3 separate regions of the Gossypium hirsutum genome follow, and all the other regions are linked to region 2. The links are chromatin contacts, called in public Hi-C maps. All regions are on one chromosome and are shown on one strand. The core of a region is the stretch at or near the end of the contact, and the rest is flanking DNA. Distances in the headings are between cores, read along the strand shown. Region 1 holds the start of LOC107889244 (tRNA N(3)-methylcytidine methyltransferase METTL6). Region 2 holds the start of LOC107889289 (putative GPI-anchor transamidase). Region 3 has its middle 15 kb from the start of LOC107889325.

Region 1 (2,700 bases), core at 201-2,700, 250 kb before region 2:
TTGACCATGAACCAGTTTCAAGGGTTCTTTCTTCTCCAACATCTGGGAAGAAAAAGCGAGATATTAAGGCCATGATATAAGAAAAGCCAATAATTGGAAGCAAAGCAATGTAAGACACATGAAAGATAGCTACCTGAAACACAAATTTGGTCCTTTTGTCCAAGATTTTCTCTGCAATTAGCACAAGCTAACCACTTTGGAAATCCCGTTGTTGCAAAATCACAATAGAATGGCCTGAAACGATTCTCAACTGATGCTACATTACTAGCAGCTACGAACTCTTTAGCTCTCTGTAGGGTCTCATTGCTACAATCGCATGCATATAGAATAATTTTCTCGTTGCCACTGGATAAATGTATTGAAGGTATAAGTACAAGAAACGAAAATTCAACATTATTTGATATTACTGTCCATCTACAATTTCTCAATACTTCAATATTAATCTTCACAACAAAAGCTCAAAGAAAACAATCTCAACTTTCATAAGTATCATCTAAAGTTCTCTCAGGCTCTTATCCTGAATAATGATATAAACTTTTGCAGAATATAGTTCACTTCTAACTGGATGGTAGAACAAAACCAAAGTGATTAATTAAGATTAGCAGCTACCTAAGACGAAACAAGTTAAAAGTAGACAATATTAGTCCGTTGTTAAATCCATACTTTCAACAATATTCGAAAACCATTAATCTTTCTTTAATATAATAACTAAAGAAAACCAACGCTTTTCTCATATCATCAACACAACGAAACATCATTTTTCACTGCACTAGACAGTTAAGAATATAGTACAACTATCAAATTTTATTTAAATTATAACAACCAAAAAAAATTAAAAACGAAGATAATTTAGGGGTTACCGCAATATAGGAAGGGCAGTACTGCCATTTCCACACCCAACCTCCAAAACCTTACAACCATCTCCACAAGAAACCAGCTCTGGAAATTCTTTTAACAAGTACCTCCTCTCCTGTATCAAACATAGTACCCATTTAAGCTTACACAACAAAGAACTAAAAGGCAACAGAATACCCAGAAAAAGAATGAAGGAAAGATTGGATTTTTTTTCTTTTTTCTTTTTTTTTTGGGGGGAGGGGGGTGGAGGGTTATAGACAAACCTTGAAGAATTTGCCAGAAGAATGTTGAATGTGGAAACTTTTCCATGCTTTTATGGGATCTTTTGTAAGTTGTTGTTCTGGTTGTGGGGATACAAAAGGGAGAAGATGGTAGTTAAGAGAAGGGTCGTTTTCTATTTCTAGTCGAAGTGTGTCCCAGTTGAAGTCTTTGGAATGGTACTCTGAAGCTTCAGCCGCCGATGCACTCATTTATTTGTCTTCGAAAATGTCTAGTCGGATCAAAGTTTTGAGTTCTCAAACCACCAACATGTTGGGTATATGTTTATTAAGAAAAAAACATGGTGGGTTGATGATGGTCTCAAATTAAATGTTCGCCACCAGCCCAACTTGGGCCCTCTGCAATTCAATTATCTTTCTTTAGGTTACAAGTAAAAAATAGAACATTAACTAAACGGGTAAATTGTAAAAATAGTCACTTTTATTTGCCTCAGGTTATATTTTAGTCACTTATGTTTGAAATGTTACGTTTTAGTCACTTATGTTATTATTTTGTTAAGAAGTGATCACTCTTCCGTTAAATTCCGTTATCTCCCTAACAGTAATCCTACGTGACAGTCTAACTAGATTTTAAGTTCATCTGTTAATACATACATCATCCAACTAAATTATGCATTTGATTTACTATTAACAGACAATTTAGCCATGTAAAGTATGCATTAACAACTATACTCATAAGTCCTCTGGGTTACAAATGTAAATTGTATAAGGACTTACATGCAAAAATGTGCAAATGTTGAGGGCAAAATTTGGATTTTCTTGTTCCAGGTGTTTGCTTGTTATAAAATCGAGTATTAAAAACAACTTTACAATATTGCCAACTTTCATTTACTATAAAATCTAGTTGGACTGCCACGTAGGATTATCGTTACGGAGATAACAGAACTTAACGGAAGATTAATCACTTCGTAACAAAATAATAACATAAGTGACTAAAACGTAACATTTCAAACATAATAACTAAAATGTTACTTGAGACAAACAAAAATAACTATTTTTGTAGTTTACCTTAACTAAACTCGGATTTCATATGAACCATCATGTTCAATTTATGTTTGTCAACAAAACAGAAAAGAAAAACATGTTGAGTTGATGATCTCAAATGAACTGTTCGCTACCAGTCAACTTGAACCCCTTAAAATTTCTTTCTATAGATTATAAACCAATAATCCTACATATTATCAACTTTAAACTTAAGAATTTTAGGTTCCAATTCACATTATATTACACATGTTGGGGCTCGAATTTGATATCTCCAAATTATACACATGCATAATATGGGAAAAGAATTATTTAATAAATATATTTATTAACAATTCATATACAAGCTAAATAAAGCTTTGATTGAAAGGATAAAGTTTAATATTTAAAACTTAGTGTTAAATATTAACATTGTGAATTTTTGTTGATTTATAAAAAGACAATATTCTCATGGTAATATAATTTACTTTGTAAAAGGAATAACTTTTTATTTTTATTGATGTTAAGTTGAATCGTGACATCAACCCAACCAAAAATTTTAACATTGCATTGTTAAAACATTTATTTCTTTTTTATGAATATATAT
Region 2 (2,729 bases), core at 135-2,634:
TGAGCAGGGTACTTGTTTCTAGTGTTGCAGGCCATGTCATCTGCAAGCATGAGTATTATCCTCTCATCAGGTATTCCTAGTCGCTTAACTGTCCTGGAAATCCAAACAAAGGAAAAAAAATTAACCAAAATAAACAAATTATAACAGAAAAAAAGAAAAGAAAAGAAAAGACTAGGTTGGTGCCTGGTTACCTATACAAGGATAAAGTGTTCGCCATATGACGATAGTTAAACCTGAAAGGGAAAATTCACAATTATTTCAATTAACAATTTCAGGACTCTACATTGTGCTCTGTTTTAGCTGATCAAATACAGTAAGAGGAAGGAAGTTAAAAATAGTGTAGTGCAACCTTGTTCGAATTTGTCTTCCTTGTTAAGTGACAGAAACTAACGAGATAGCTGTCCCATACAAACATCTAAATATTTCATTGCTCCAGAAGATAGAAAGGTGAGAAAAGAGAATTTTGTTGAGGAGCAGAACCTTGACCACAGCCATTACCACATTTGAATTTGCTTTTGCATTGATAAACCAGAAGTAAAAAAAAGCATTTGCTTTGAAATCATCGACTGAGGAACACCTCACCAGCACTAACAAAAAGAATAGCTTCTAATAAAGAAAAACGGAAAGCTGATAGTTTATTCATCATTAGTAATTACCACTAGTTTGAGGGGTCAAAAGGACTTGCACAAAGAAAATAAGCAAATATCAAAACACAAAAAAGTTTCTCAGAGTACAAAGAGGCAGAGTTTCATTATATCAAACTTACAATGACATAATCAAACAAAGCCACAGAGTTCAAACAATCAAATGAATTACACATCAAAATAGCATCTAAAAGTCTCTCCTATATCCTCTCAACTTCAGATTGGTGCCAAACAAATGTAGCTAGAAATCAAATCAAACAAAAAATTAAGGGAGAAAAAGATGGGTTATCTTAATTATCCCCAATATTACACGAGTATGATTCATTTGATCCTAAAACTCAATGAAAAGAAAAAAAAAGGGGAAATATAGAAAAAGTGCACAAATTGAGGTTGTTTTTATTACCAGAAACGAGAGGTGCAAACTAAGACAGCCCAATTGTTAGTATGCATGGCGGCTTCGACAGGAGAAGAATTGTATGCAATCGAACTGTAGAGAAGCAAACATGGTAATAAAAGTAAATGAAAAAGTGATTTGGGATTTATGAAAGTTTCCATCTTGAATTCCAGCCGATATCGTTTCCAATGCAATAACAGATCAAAGAAAACGAATGATAAATCTAATTTTAGAAATCTGCAGCAAAGCTTGAACTAGCGGCACTAGAGAAGAAAAGCCGAACGACGCCGTTACCAGGTTGAGTTAAATTTTAATTATTATTATTATTAATTTCTTTTTTGAAATTTAGACAGCCCAATATCCCATTCCCATGAACCTTTTTTTGGTTAACTCAGAACCCGTTTATCTTATTTCCGGGTCCAACCCGAATCCGACTTCACATTAACAGTTTTACTAGTATAGTTTTGACTTTTGACTTAAAAAATTCTTCCTCATTTACTTTTCCGAGTATTTTGAGGAAGCTCTCCCAGTTGGTTCCTCCTTTTATCAAGCCTTTTAAGGATACTCTCTTTCTCTATGGCCAAACAAGATAAGCAACACAAGATTTTCATTTTTTCTTTGAAGGGCATTTCGTCTTGTTAAACTTGCATTTTTTGGGTCGATCATCTCATTTTGACTTCTGGGTTTGTGTCAGTTTAAGCATTGGATGTTCTGTCTAGTGTTTTTAAGACAACCCCATTCATATTCTACTTGCGACTCAGGAAACTATCTTCATTTTGTTGTTTTAGTGGCATTGATATATATATATGTACATCATGAATATGTGATTGAATGTTAGTAGTTGGGTCATGGATGGCCAAAATTATTGTTTTCTTGGTGAACAATGAAGGAAAAAGCAAGTTTTGAGGGAATTGTTCTTTTTAAGTATCTTTCCAAGTGTACAAGTATGGGAGGAAAACTTCAATTTTCTTGATATGTCAAAAAAAATTATTATTTCTTGGTGATTAGTTATTAGATTGGTGCCTTTTTCCTTTCATTTGATGACTACACCTCATGTCATGAGTTCTTGGACTGTCATAGTATATGGTACTAATTATTCAAAGTCCTGCATTTATTGGTAGTAATAGTGTGTTCATGGAAAAGAGTAAACTGAGGAAATGTTACATAGTGAAATAATTGGCCTAGAAGATTGGACTAGAAATACTGCAAAATGTGAAAATAGTTCTCTGCTTTAATTATTTTTCCCATAGATAAAAAGGATGAACTAATTGTACAACATAAGTGAAAATTTAGACAACTGTGCTAAGTAGGGAAGAAAGACATATTCCTCTTTGAATCAATGACCTATAATGTGAAAACAAAATTTTGGACAAATATTTCTAGTCTTAAAGCAAGATGAATGAACACCTTAAGGACATTCACCGTTAATGAGGTTGGAAGGTGAATCTACACCTTGGAAGAAGCAATCCATTGCTGGAATCAGATTTGATTAATCTGAACGTGGCAACAAGAAACTAAAGCCTATGTTCTCGCGAATAAGTGGCGGTGGTTCAATGTCCGCAATGTCTATTTGTTCCATCGACTTTGATAGGTCGTCAACTGAAAATGGAATGCTGCAAAACGATAAAAGTTGTGGGAAGTCAGTTAAAAAACGAGCTCAGCTGGTTTCCAGGTAATGTTTTCAATTAGCT
Region 3 (2,700 bases), core at 34-2,533, 140 kb after region 2:
TTTCAAACACATTCCTTTTTGTTCTTTTTATTCCATCTTTCTATAAAACCAAATCAAAACTACGATGTTAGAAATGTTTAAACTTAATCACTTTAATCAAATAACTAACAATTTTATTTATTTATTTATTTTAGAAATGGATTTTTGTGCCATGAAATTTTATGTTAAAGAAAAAAAAAGGTATTTGTAAACATGTTCAATCGATATCACTAATACAAGGATTTCGTAAGTTATTGTACAATATTAATGTTGATTAAAAAAAAACATCTCACTTTCACTTACAAACTACACAAAATATTCTTACATTAATTATTAAATTGCATTTTGTTCTTTCTATTAAAAATGGGTAAATTAATTTTTGTATTTTAAATCAAAAAGTAAATTGGTATTTCTATTAAAAAATTCATCCATTACTACTATTGTGTAACTATTTGATTATTTTGACAACCAAATCAGTTTTTAACAATAAAAATGGATGAAACTTTTAACAAAAAGATTAGTTTGCTCTTTGACCTAACGTATAAAGATTAATTTATCTATTTTTTGAGTGGAAATGACAAAATACAATTTTATTTCTAGTATAGAGACCTCTATGATATTTTTACCTATTTTATCACAAATTTAATTTAACAATTTTATTTTGCATCAATGTATTACCGAGTTTGAACTAAATTTAATATATATATATATCATTTTAAGTTTTTTTCTTAATGAGTTTGGGTTTTTTTTTAATTTGGTTTAAAAATTATGTTTTTTTTATAATCAAAATATCATCCATGATCATTTTATTGTTCATGAAGATTAATTTTTTTTTTAGATTTTATGATTGTACCTAACAATATCGGGTCCAATGTTTGAATATGAGTTCTTTTCCTGAAAATACAATATGTCTTACTACTTGTTCCCAACCTTTATTGATTAAAAAACCATATGTTTTAGTCATGGAAATTTTTTCTATACAATTTTGTGGAATTTTTTAGACTTTACAAGCACGTATATTATAAAGTATAGTAAAAAAACTAAATATATAAATAAATGTGACACTTATCACATTTTTATGGACTTATGGCATCTAAAAAAACTTTATTGTATCAAAAAAATTACTCGAATATTAATTTGAAAAGATTAATTCAATTAATAAAAAAGTGAAATTAAATACAAAATATTCCATAAGAGGTTTTTTAACTAGAAGTAAACATAAATGAAAGAGGGGGAGTGGGGGCATAGCCGCATAGTGGAAAACAATGAAAGAAATAATGAAAGGTAATGGATGGTGTGAGGTTCAGCTCCCCTAACATCATGTACGGCTAGGGTTGTCTCGTTCATTTCTCTACTCCAAGTTTCAATCCTATCTTTTCTTTTCTTCCCCTTTTTTCCCCTATTTTTTAAGAATAACTATATAAAATCAATATTAGTTTGATATTTTATTTCACACATTTGCTTAATTTTTTTAATTCAAGATTTCATATAATTAAATTGCAGAACCCTTCATACCAAAATGAATAATATAATTTTAAAATTTTAAATACTAACTTACAAAAAAAAATTTCATAAATTTGAAATCCTAAATCACGCCCATTAGATTATATTACACTCACTAAATAGATAAAAAGAAAAAAAAATATAAGACTTTATTTAATAAAGTGTTAAAAAAATTCAATCAATATTTTTAACAACTTAATTTTAATACACACCTTTGATAACTCAAAATGAAAATTATTAGATAGATTTTTTTTTCTACAAAAATATGTAGAAAATGACCAGTGGATAACGACCTATCACTTGATGTTTTTTATTTTGTTTGATTGCCTTTAAGATTATATTATCCTTTTAGCAAATAATCTAATTATATTCAATATTTAATTTTCAATAAAATATCAAAACATATTTTATTATTTAAATTCAACACTTAATTGTTTAATTCTTATTTTTTTTAGCACTTAATTTTTTAATTTATCAAACATAATTTAAAATAATATAATTTAAAATAAAACGATAGCTTCTGAAAGAGTAATAAGTTTGATGAGGTAATTATTTTTTTTTTAAAAAAAATTATGTAGGTGAAAAGGATTATGTAAAATAAAATAAAATAATTAAAACGGAAATTTTTCAGAAAGAGTGGCAATTTTTAGTTGGGGATAAATATCAAAATATACATAAACTTTTTTTCAATATGCAATTTGAAATTTGAGCTTCAATTTAGTACAATTATACACATGAAATTTTGATTGTGGTTCAAATATATACATAAATCTTTAATTTTAATTCTATCATACATATTTAAAGAAATAAATATATCAATTTATTTTTATATTAGATACATATAATTATTTGCTCAGGCAATATATAAGTATAAAATGATGTTATATCAATACTTATGTTAATAATTTAAGAGAACTGAATCAAATTAAAATTTCATGTATAAAATTACACATTTAGCCAAAGTTCACATATAATTTTGAGATTTATCAATTCTTAGCTGGATATTTGTTCATTTTCAAAGTAAAAAATAATATTTTAAAACCATTACTTATTTATAAAGAGAATTTTAATCTTTTTCAAAGATAATTTAGGGTAAACTCCACCACATGTCACTGTAGAGTCGTTCATATTTTTGTCACTCTAATTTCTTTTATCAATTTAGTCACTCTAATTAAGATAACTGCTCAAATAAGTCATTGTCGTTAAAAATTTCATTAA

Evidence for each region. Hi-C and Micro-C count contacts between places; a contact is called where the count stands out from the background.
Region 1: a Hi-C map of leaf shows a contact between it and region 2, with 2.6 times the contacts expected there. The contact joins the promoter of LOC107889244 here to the promoter of LOC107889289 in region 2. A contact is called at or near these places in 9 of 34 Hi-C or Micro-C datasets (callus, hypocotyl, leaf and 1 more).
Region 3: a Hi-C map of leaf shows a contact between it and region 2, with 2.6 times the contacts expected there. The contact joins the enhancer-like site here to the promoter of LOC107889289 in region 2. A contact is called at or near these places in 2 of 34 Hi-C or Micro-C datasets (leaf and seedling).

Annotation. Positions count from the first base shown.
Region 1 is chrA11:108,031,107-108,033,806 of Gossypium_hirsutum_v2.1, reverse strand. It overlaps LOC107889244 (tRNA N(3)-methylcytidine methyltransferase METTL6), which reads right to left and starts at 1,450. Exons shown (of 8, transcript XM_016813607.2): 1 at 1,119-1,450; 2 at 861-970; 3 at 134-345; 4 at 1-42. The coding sequence starts at 1,325.
Region 2 is chrA11:107,778,122-107,780,850 of Gossypium_hirsutum_v2.1, reverse strand. LOC107889289 (putative GPI-anchor transamidase) reads right to left here and starts at 1,384. Exons shown (of 12, transcript XM_041081669.1): 1 at 1,048-1,384; 2 at 192-233; 3 at 1-93. The coding sequence starts at 1,199. LOC107889307 (myosin-11) reads right to left here. Exons shown (of 40, transcript XM_041081670.1): 40 at 1,722-2,651. The coding sequence ends at 2,528.
Region 3 is chrA11:107,639,369-107,642,068 of Gossypium_hirsutum_v2.1, reverse strand. No RefSeq gene overlaps it. Among protein-coding and RNA genes, the nearest start is that of LOC107889325, 15 kb to the right of the region's middle. Within about 2 kb of position 1,283, at least 1 of the 9 cell types and tissues checked has an H3K27ac peak or open chromatin away from gene starts, as enhancers often do. A contact at or near this core is called in leaf, where this site is marked.